Regions from separate parts of the Macaca mulatta genome. Here region 2 is linked to region 1. A link is a contact called in public Hi-C data. All regions are on one chromosome and are shown on one strand. Each heading gives the region's core, a stretch centred on a gene start, on an enhancer-like site or on the middle of the called end of the contact. The rest is flanking DNA. Distances are from core to core; before and after follow the strand shown.

Region 1 (3,715 bases), core at 970-3,469:
TGGTGTGCACCTGTAATCGCAGCTACTTGGGAGGCTGAGGCACAACAATCGCTTGAACCTGGGAGGCGGAGGTTGCAGTGAGCCGATATTGCGCCACAGCACTCCAGCCTGGGCCACAGAGCGAAACTCAGTCTCCAAAAAAAAAAAAAAATTCCAACCTTTAATGTCTCCCTGTTGCTAAGTAGGTGAAAAGTCCATCTGAGCCCCTTGGTCATTTGGTCATCTGGGTACAATCCACCTCTGTAGGTTTACTTTCCATGTTTCCCCTCCTCACCCTGGCTGCTCTGGGGAAACTGGCCAGGCCACCCACCCACTGAGCCCTTCCCCTCCTGCCCACCACGCCCCAGGCGGCTTGCCCAGCTGCGATGCCTTCACCCTTCTTTTCAAATCTGTCTCGTGCCTGCATCCTTCACTTACACTGCCGCAAATCAAGGTGATTGCCCCCTTCCAAAGTTCCTGTAACACAAACTGGTCCCCAGTACAGTCTTTCTAGGACATGTCTTCTTAAATAGGCCAAAACCTTCCTTCCAGAGGAGCAGTCCCGGTATGTCACCAAATCCCCCTCCACACTTAAGTGTGCAGCCCGGGACACCCATCTAACTTTCTATCACGAACATTTTCAAACAGACAAAAGTAGAGCGTCCCCTAAATTCTTCAGGCTGCTGAAATTATTTTTCCTTGGTGAGTCCTACTCCTGACTTCGCTAGTTAACAAGACAGTAACACAATGCAAGGATAAAATGACACACCACCACACCTAGCTCGGTGCATGTTGGCTAACAGACGATGGTCGGTCCTGAAATGCAAGCTGAGAATCACACAGAGCTGTCTGCCTTCTCCTGTCAGTAAGTACTTCTCACCCTTCAGATCACGTTCAGGGGTTATTTTGTGCCCTCGTTTATGCAACACATCTTTACTGAGCGTCAATTCTATGCCAGGGACCGTCCTACACTCTGAGGATACAAAAGCGAGGATACTACTCTTATCTGCCTTCAGGAGGCTTACATTCTGGGAACAGATCAAATAGAGAACAAACGAGCAAACAAAATAATCACAAACTGTACAGCTGTGACAGATGAAACCTCTAAATGCCTTCCCCAACCCCACACACTTGGTCAGGTTCCTGTGCTTCACATCTCAGAGTGAAAGGGGACGCTTTTTCTTTATGGCACTTAACAGTTTACAGTATCTGAGCCTTCTTCCATCAGAAACCATTCTCTCTTCTAGACTATAAACACTCCGAGGGTAGGGACAGTGATAAGTACGGTGCCCAACAGATATTAGGGGCTCGATATTTGATTCTCAAATCAACGAACTGATTGAGTCCCCTTTAACAGGATCTATGGCAAGTAGGACGTTTGCCTCCCCCGCTCCACGCCCCGCTCTTTTTAAAAACTAAGAACCCCCTTGCCAACAGCCCTTGCAGAAGCGTGGACAAGAGTTGAGAGATCCATTTGAGCACAAAAGCAGAAAAAACAAACAAAACCCGTGCATCAGGGCGTGGTCCTATGGCCCAGCTGGGTTGCAAGGCTCGCTCTTCCGGCTAAAAATAACTCGGCGCCCTACGCCCCGGGGGTAGGGGAGAGAGGAGGAAGGAATGGGGGTCCCCGCCAAGATCCCCCGGCCCAAACGCTCTCCGAAGCCCGCCCTGGAATAACCTCCTGCTTCACGGGGACGCAAGGACGAGGCAACGTTCACGGCAGGCTGCCGGTCCCCGAAGGCGGGCGGCCGGATTTGCCTAAACGGACCGGCCCCTCTGGGGGCTGCAGCCGCCCCGTCTGGGAATAAGGGTCCCGGCGTGTCCTCAAGCCGCGGTGCTGTGCGACCTTGGGCTAGTCACCTAACCTCTCTGGGCACCCGTCCCCTCCCCCGTCAGAGAGTGGCCTCCGCTGCAGTCCGCTGAAGTCTCAAGAAGGCAAAAGCTCCCGGACCCCTCAAGGGGAAGGCGCGAGCCAACAATCAGGGCTCCGGACGTGCAGACAGCGCCAAGTTTCAAGTCTGTGTCGCGTGAGACGGGCGGCGGCGGGGTGAGGAGGGCGCTCGCCCGCCCTGCAGCTTCCCCTCGGGCCCGCCCCGAAGCCCCGCGCCGCGCCCCGCTCACCTCCAAAGGCGGGTGGGCTCGGACGAGGTCCCCGGCGGACTGCGGCAGCCGCACTCGCCTCCCCTCGACGAGCAGCGGCATCGCGGAGGCGGTCGCCCAGGCAGGCCCAGGGAGGCGGTGGCCCCCCCCGCAGCCCCGGGCCGCCCGCCACCCCCGCCCCTCGGGCCGCGCGTCCCGCCTCGTCCTGCCCCGCCCCGCCGCGGGCGCTGCCGGGAAGTGGAGTCCAGGCGGAGGCGGCGCTGGCCGAAGAGTCTGGAGAAATCCAGGACGGGGCCGCAAGGCCTCACGGGAAATGTAGTCCAAAGCCAGGAAGCGGCCCCGGAAGCAGCTCGCGGCCCGCCTCCTCCGCAAGGGGCGCTGGGAAGTGTAGTCCCAAAAGCGTGGGAGTGAAGGAGGCGGGGAAAGGGGAGCGGCCAGGGAGCGGCTGTGCGAGCCAAGAGAGCCTCCGGGGGAGTTCCCGGGGCGGGTTCTGGCTGCGGCTACTGCGCTTTAGGTCATTGCTCCACGCTTCCCAGGTGTGACCTTCCACAAGCTTGAGTTTGGGACCCTGCTGTGCAGCTCCGTAGGATTGTATTCAATGAGTAATAAACCTAATCAGGCGGGCACGGTGGCTCACGCCTGTAATCCCAGAGCTTTGGGGTGCCGAGGCAGGAGGATCGCTTGAAGCCGGGAGTTCGAGACCAGCCTGGGCAACATAGCGAGACCCACCCTCCCCCATACCCTCGTCTCTGCCAAAAATTTAAACATTAACTGGGCATGGTGGCATGCACCTGTAATCCCAGCCACTCTGTAGACTGAGGCGGGAGGATCTCTTGACCCCAGGAGTGGGAGGCTGCAATGAGCTGTTTGGGCACTGCAGAGGGAGACTCTGTCTCTAAAAATAATAATAATAATAAACGTAAAGAGTCTTAAACTGGGAAAATATATGCTGAACTGTGCTAGCCCCACGTACTGAAGAGATCATCGATAACACTTCGTGGTTGGAATCCAATAGGCCACTCACAGGTGGGCTGGGAATCGTGGGGGAAGGATTTGCAGATACTGACTGCACAGCCCCTAATCTGATGACTGGTCCCCAAGGCGAGAGGCGTCTCACCGTGGAGCTCTCTTCTCAAATCTGGAAATACTGCTCAAATTCATCCGACTCTGCAGCACATGAACAAAAAGTAATTTTACAAAAGATGCAGTGGTGAGTTTACAGAAGCTACAGAGGAGCCACATGATAGAGCAGAAACTTCATTAGAATTGTATCATCTGTATTCATCGTCTTTCATAAATCTCCCCTCAGCTTACACACCCCATTCAACAAAAATACCAGGAAATTTACTACAGTAAAGAAGTGACTGCAGAAGAGGGTGTTCCCATTGCCAGGTTATCCAACTTCCCACCCAAAATAACTCTATTTCTAGCTACCAGGAAATTATTTCTCTGTATTATTACACCTACATTTCTCGTTTATCCTCACAAATGTAGGAGCTACTATCAACACCTCATTTGTCATTTGTCCTCACAAATCCAGGCGCTACTATCAACACCTCCGTCATAACAGATACGGTAACTTGCTCAAAGTGGTAGAAATTAGTAGCAGCACCAAGACTGAACCCAGCTTTGCATG
Region 2 (3,399 bases), core at 508-3,007, 410 kb before region 1:
TTTATGTTTTCTGGCTAAAAACTATTTTTTTTTTTAAAAAATTAGAAACCCACGATTACCTTGTTTCTTTTTTAAGATTTTTAGTTAATACGGCTTGTGTTGAGACATGCTCAACTTAAATAAAATGGGGGCGAAAACACCTGTGAAGAGTAGCATATTTGCTTGGTACTCTGAAAAAAACCAAAACGCTAGAAACAGGTTTTTCATCTAATCTCCACTTGGAAAATACTACCTATACACAGACACAATGCAGATTTTTTTCTTTCTTTTCTAAATAGCGATGGAGTTTCACTGTTTCCCAGTCTAGTCTCAAATTTATAGGCTCAACAGATCCTCCCTCCGTAGCCTCTCAAAGTATTGGGATTACAGGCCTGAGCCACTGCGCCCAGCCCACAGTCAAGATTTAGTCAGCAGTAATAAATACCTACGCAGGGAGAGGATGTGTGCTTGTCATCTGCCTTCTGGAAAATTAAATACAGACACAAAGGATTCTTCAGTTACATGTCTGATCTTGCCCTCCACAATACCCATCTACAAGAATGTTTACAGGGACGTGTTAATCCCCACGTAATGGGGGTTGCCTATTGAGATAACCTCCCAGTGAGGATTTTTTTGGGGGAAAATGTTCTTGTTTGGCAATTTCGACTTACTGATTCTTTTGCAAAGTCAACTTGTTTCTGGGCAAACTTTAAAAATAAACTTCTAAGGTAGCATTCAGCTAGCAGTTAGCACATCCTAAATTGTGTCTAGATTTAATTTACACAATATGTGCTTTGTTTTTCTCCTAATTTGCAACAGAAAATAGTAAGCAGCTGGTAGTTTCAGAAATCACCCTTTTGCTGAGTCTTAAAATTTTTTCATTCCAGGGAAACGTGAAGATTGTGGGACGCTATTTAAAAAAAAAAAAAAAAAAAAAAAGCAAACCACACGGCGTATCTGGCCACCTAAGACATAAAAGTATTTGAAACTAACCATAAGGTCTCCTTTCTGCTCGCCCAACCTGTCACTGGAAACGCAGTATTCATTTGTCACCAGCTTTGGAGCAGGGCTTTTACAGATAACGTTTTCTTGCCAAAGTCCCCCACAATCTCTTGATTCTTGGTGGCAACGTCCAGTTGAGTCTTTGCATACCCTTTATTTTTGCCAGTTGGGTAGCAACTTTGCGAGAACCCCGGGGGACCTCGCAGGAAGCCGGGTTGGCAGTTATTTTTTTTCTTCACTTGCCACTAGGTTGCACTAGATTTAGGATGCTGGGGAATATGCGCCATTTAATTTTTAAAAATAAAGTAGGACCATCACGTGACGAGACCTGAGCGAGGGGGTAAAAAAAAAAAAGCAGAAACGATCGGGTTTTTCATTGAAATTCCGTTCAAACCGCCTTCCCTCCAAAGCCTGAAAAGAGCCGAATTCTATTAAATCCTGGTTGGCAGGTTTTTTCCTCGGATCCACGTCACGAGCTCTCTCATTCTCCGCTTCAAGGTTCCTTTCGACTCCACAACGTGAAGCCAGGGGGAAGGCCTCCTTAAACTGGGGGTTTTCGCCAAAAAAGCCAGGGTCACCCCCCGGGAAAGTCCCTATTTAGGGGTTTATCGGGAGGGGACTGAGCCTGACGAGGCTGCAGGGCCGCGAGGCCCCGCCCCCCCCGGGGTTCCCAGCATGCCCCGCGCGGACAGGACGCGGCGGAGGAGGCGGGGCGAGGAGGGGGCGGGGCGAAGGGGAGAGAAGGGCGTCGGTTTTGCGACAGGGGCGGTGCGGTGCGGAAGCGGAAGTGGAGGGTGCGCTTGGCGGCGGCGGCGGGAGCTGCGGAGTCGGGAATCAAAACAAAGGGCCTGGGGGGGCGGGGGGAAGGCGGCGGGGCCGGAATGTGAGCGGAGGTGGAGCCGGCGGCAGAGGTGAGTTTGCAGACAGCGCTGCGACCAGACCCCAGCAGGCTCTGTTCCGGGGCCAGCGGGGCGGGACGGAGGACAGTACCCCCTCTTTCCCCTGGTGGGATGGTGGTGGAGGGGGCAGGTTGGCTAACTGGGACGCGCCAGTCGGCCCCCCCAAGAAAGAGTTGGCTTGTCTCCCTTTCGGGTCCATTCACTGCTGTCACTGTTGGCGCCGCTGTTCCCCTTCGAGGGTATTTGGCTCCCCGCCCGCCCCTGTCTGTCTGACCCCCAGAGGGGCCCTCCAGGAGTGAAGTGCACAGCTGGAAGGTTAAGAGAGAAGGAAAGGGGCGGGTGTTTTTGCAACACCCTCCCCCCTCCGCGGCCGTTTTGCATTCTCCTCGGCCTTTTAGCAAGCCGTAGGGTGTAGTCTCAGGGTTGACAGATAGTGTTTAGGGCTTCAGCCACTCTCACTAGTAGTTGTAACGCGACCTCTTGATACACCTTTTAGAGTTTCTCAAGCACCTTTACGGTAATACCAAGAGTTGTCCAATTGCATTTGTATCTATTGGACTTCTCTGAGCGGTAAATCTCTGAGCGGTAAATATTCTTCTGTTTTGCAAATCGGTGTATTGAAACCTAAATTGTCTTCCTAGATATTTATTAAGCTTTATTCGTTCAACAGTTTTTTATTGAAATGTGCCAGGCATTGTACTAAGGGCAGGAGACGGAATAGTGAATAAGGAAACATAGTCTCTGCTGTCATGGAGTTTATATTCTAAATGGGGAGAAAGATAATAAAATAAGCTAAAAAGGCCACTTTAAACACAGAGCTATGGGGGAGAAAACGGTAATGGGATGGAGTGGTGTGGGGTCAAGGACTAGATTGGGTGCTAAAGAAACACCGTTTGCTAAATGTTCCCTGTGATTATCCAAACAACGGCCTTGTAAGGTGGTTTCTATTATTGTCACACCCATTTTAGAGATGGGATCTGAGGTTCAGAGAGATTGTGAGTTGTCCAAAGCTGCACCACGGTAGAATTGGAGACCAAAATGCAGACAGTCGACAGAGTCAACCGAATTGCTCAAAAGAGTTGGAGAGAGTGACAGAAAGGAGACCGTCACTCAAGTCAAACAGAACCTGCTTTTGGCTATCTAAGTTGCTTCGTGGATAATATTTGGGAAATTTTCAGGGTGCAGGCACCTGAAAGTTTTTACTTTTAATCGCTTGTATTGTGCAGTATTGAAGGCACCTTGGTGTAGTGGAAAGGGGTGAACAAACCTAATTTTGTGTCAGGCTCGCTACAAAACTTCATTAGGTTTGTGTTTCCCCCTCTGCAAAAATGTAGCTGATTTCTCCCCTGTCTACCTCACAGAATTATTGCGAAAATTATGTAAGTGTTTCCCACCGTCTGGGTTTTTTTCATTATATTCCTTGTGCCAAGCACAGACCTGCTGCATAGTAGATACTAAGTAAATATTTGCTGAATGAAGACATAAGTAATGTTAAATGAAAATACCTTGTAAACTAGAT

Evidence for each region. A called contact is a pair of places that touch in the nucleus more often than the background predicts.
Region 2: a contact with region 1 is called in a Hi-C map of fetal cortex germinal zone, with 2.8 times the contacts expected there. The contact joins the promoter of MARF1 here to the promoter of NTAN1 in region 1. A contact is called at or near these places in 3 of 14 Hi-C or Micro-C datasets (cortical neurons, fetal cortex germinal zone and fetal cortical plate).

The regions. Positions count from the first base shown.
Region 1 is chr20:16,005,597-16,009,311 of T2T-MMU8v2.0, reverse strand. NTAN1 (N-terminal asparagine amidase) reads right to left here and starts at 2,219. Exons shown (of 8, transcript XM_015125684.2): 1 at 2,101-2,219.
Region 2 is chr20:16,416,623-16,420,021 of T2T-MMU8v2.0, reverse strand. MARF1 (meiosis regulator and mRNA stability factor 1) reads left to right here and starts at 1,757. Exons shown (of 26, transcript XM_077987125.1): 1 at 1,757-1,892. MIR484 (microRNA mir-484) reads right to left here and starts at 1,611; the gene lies at 1,549-1,611. It also overlaps a transcript of NDE1 not described here.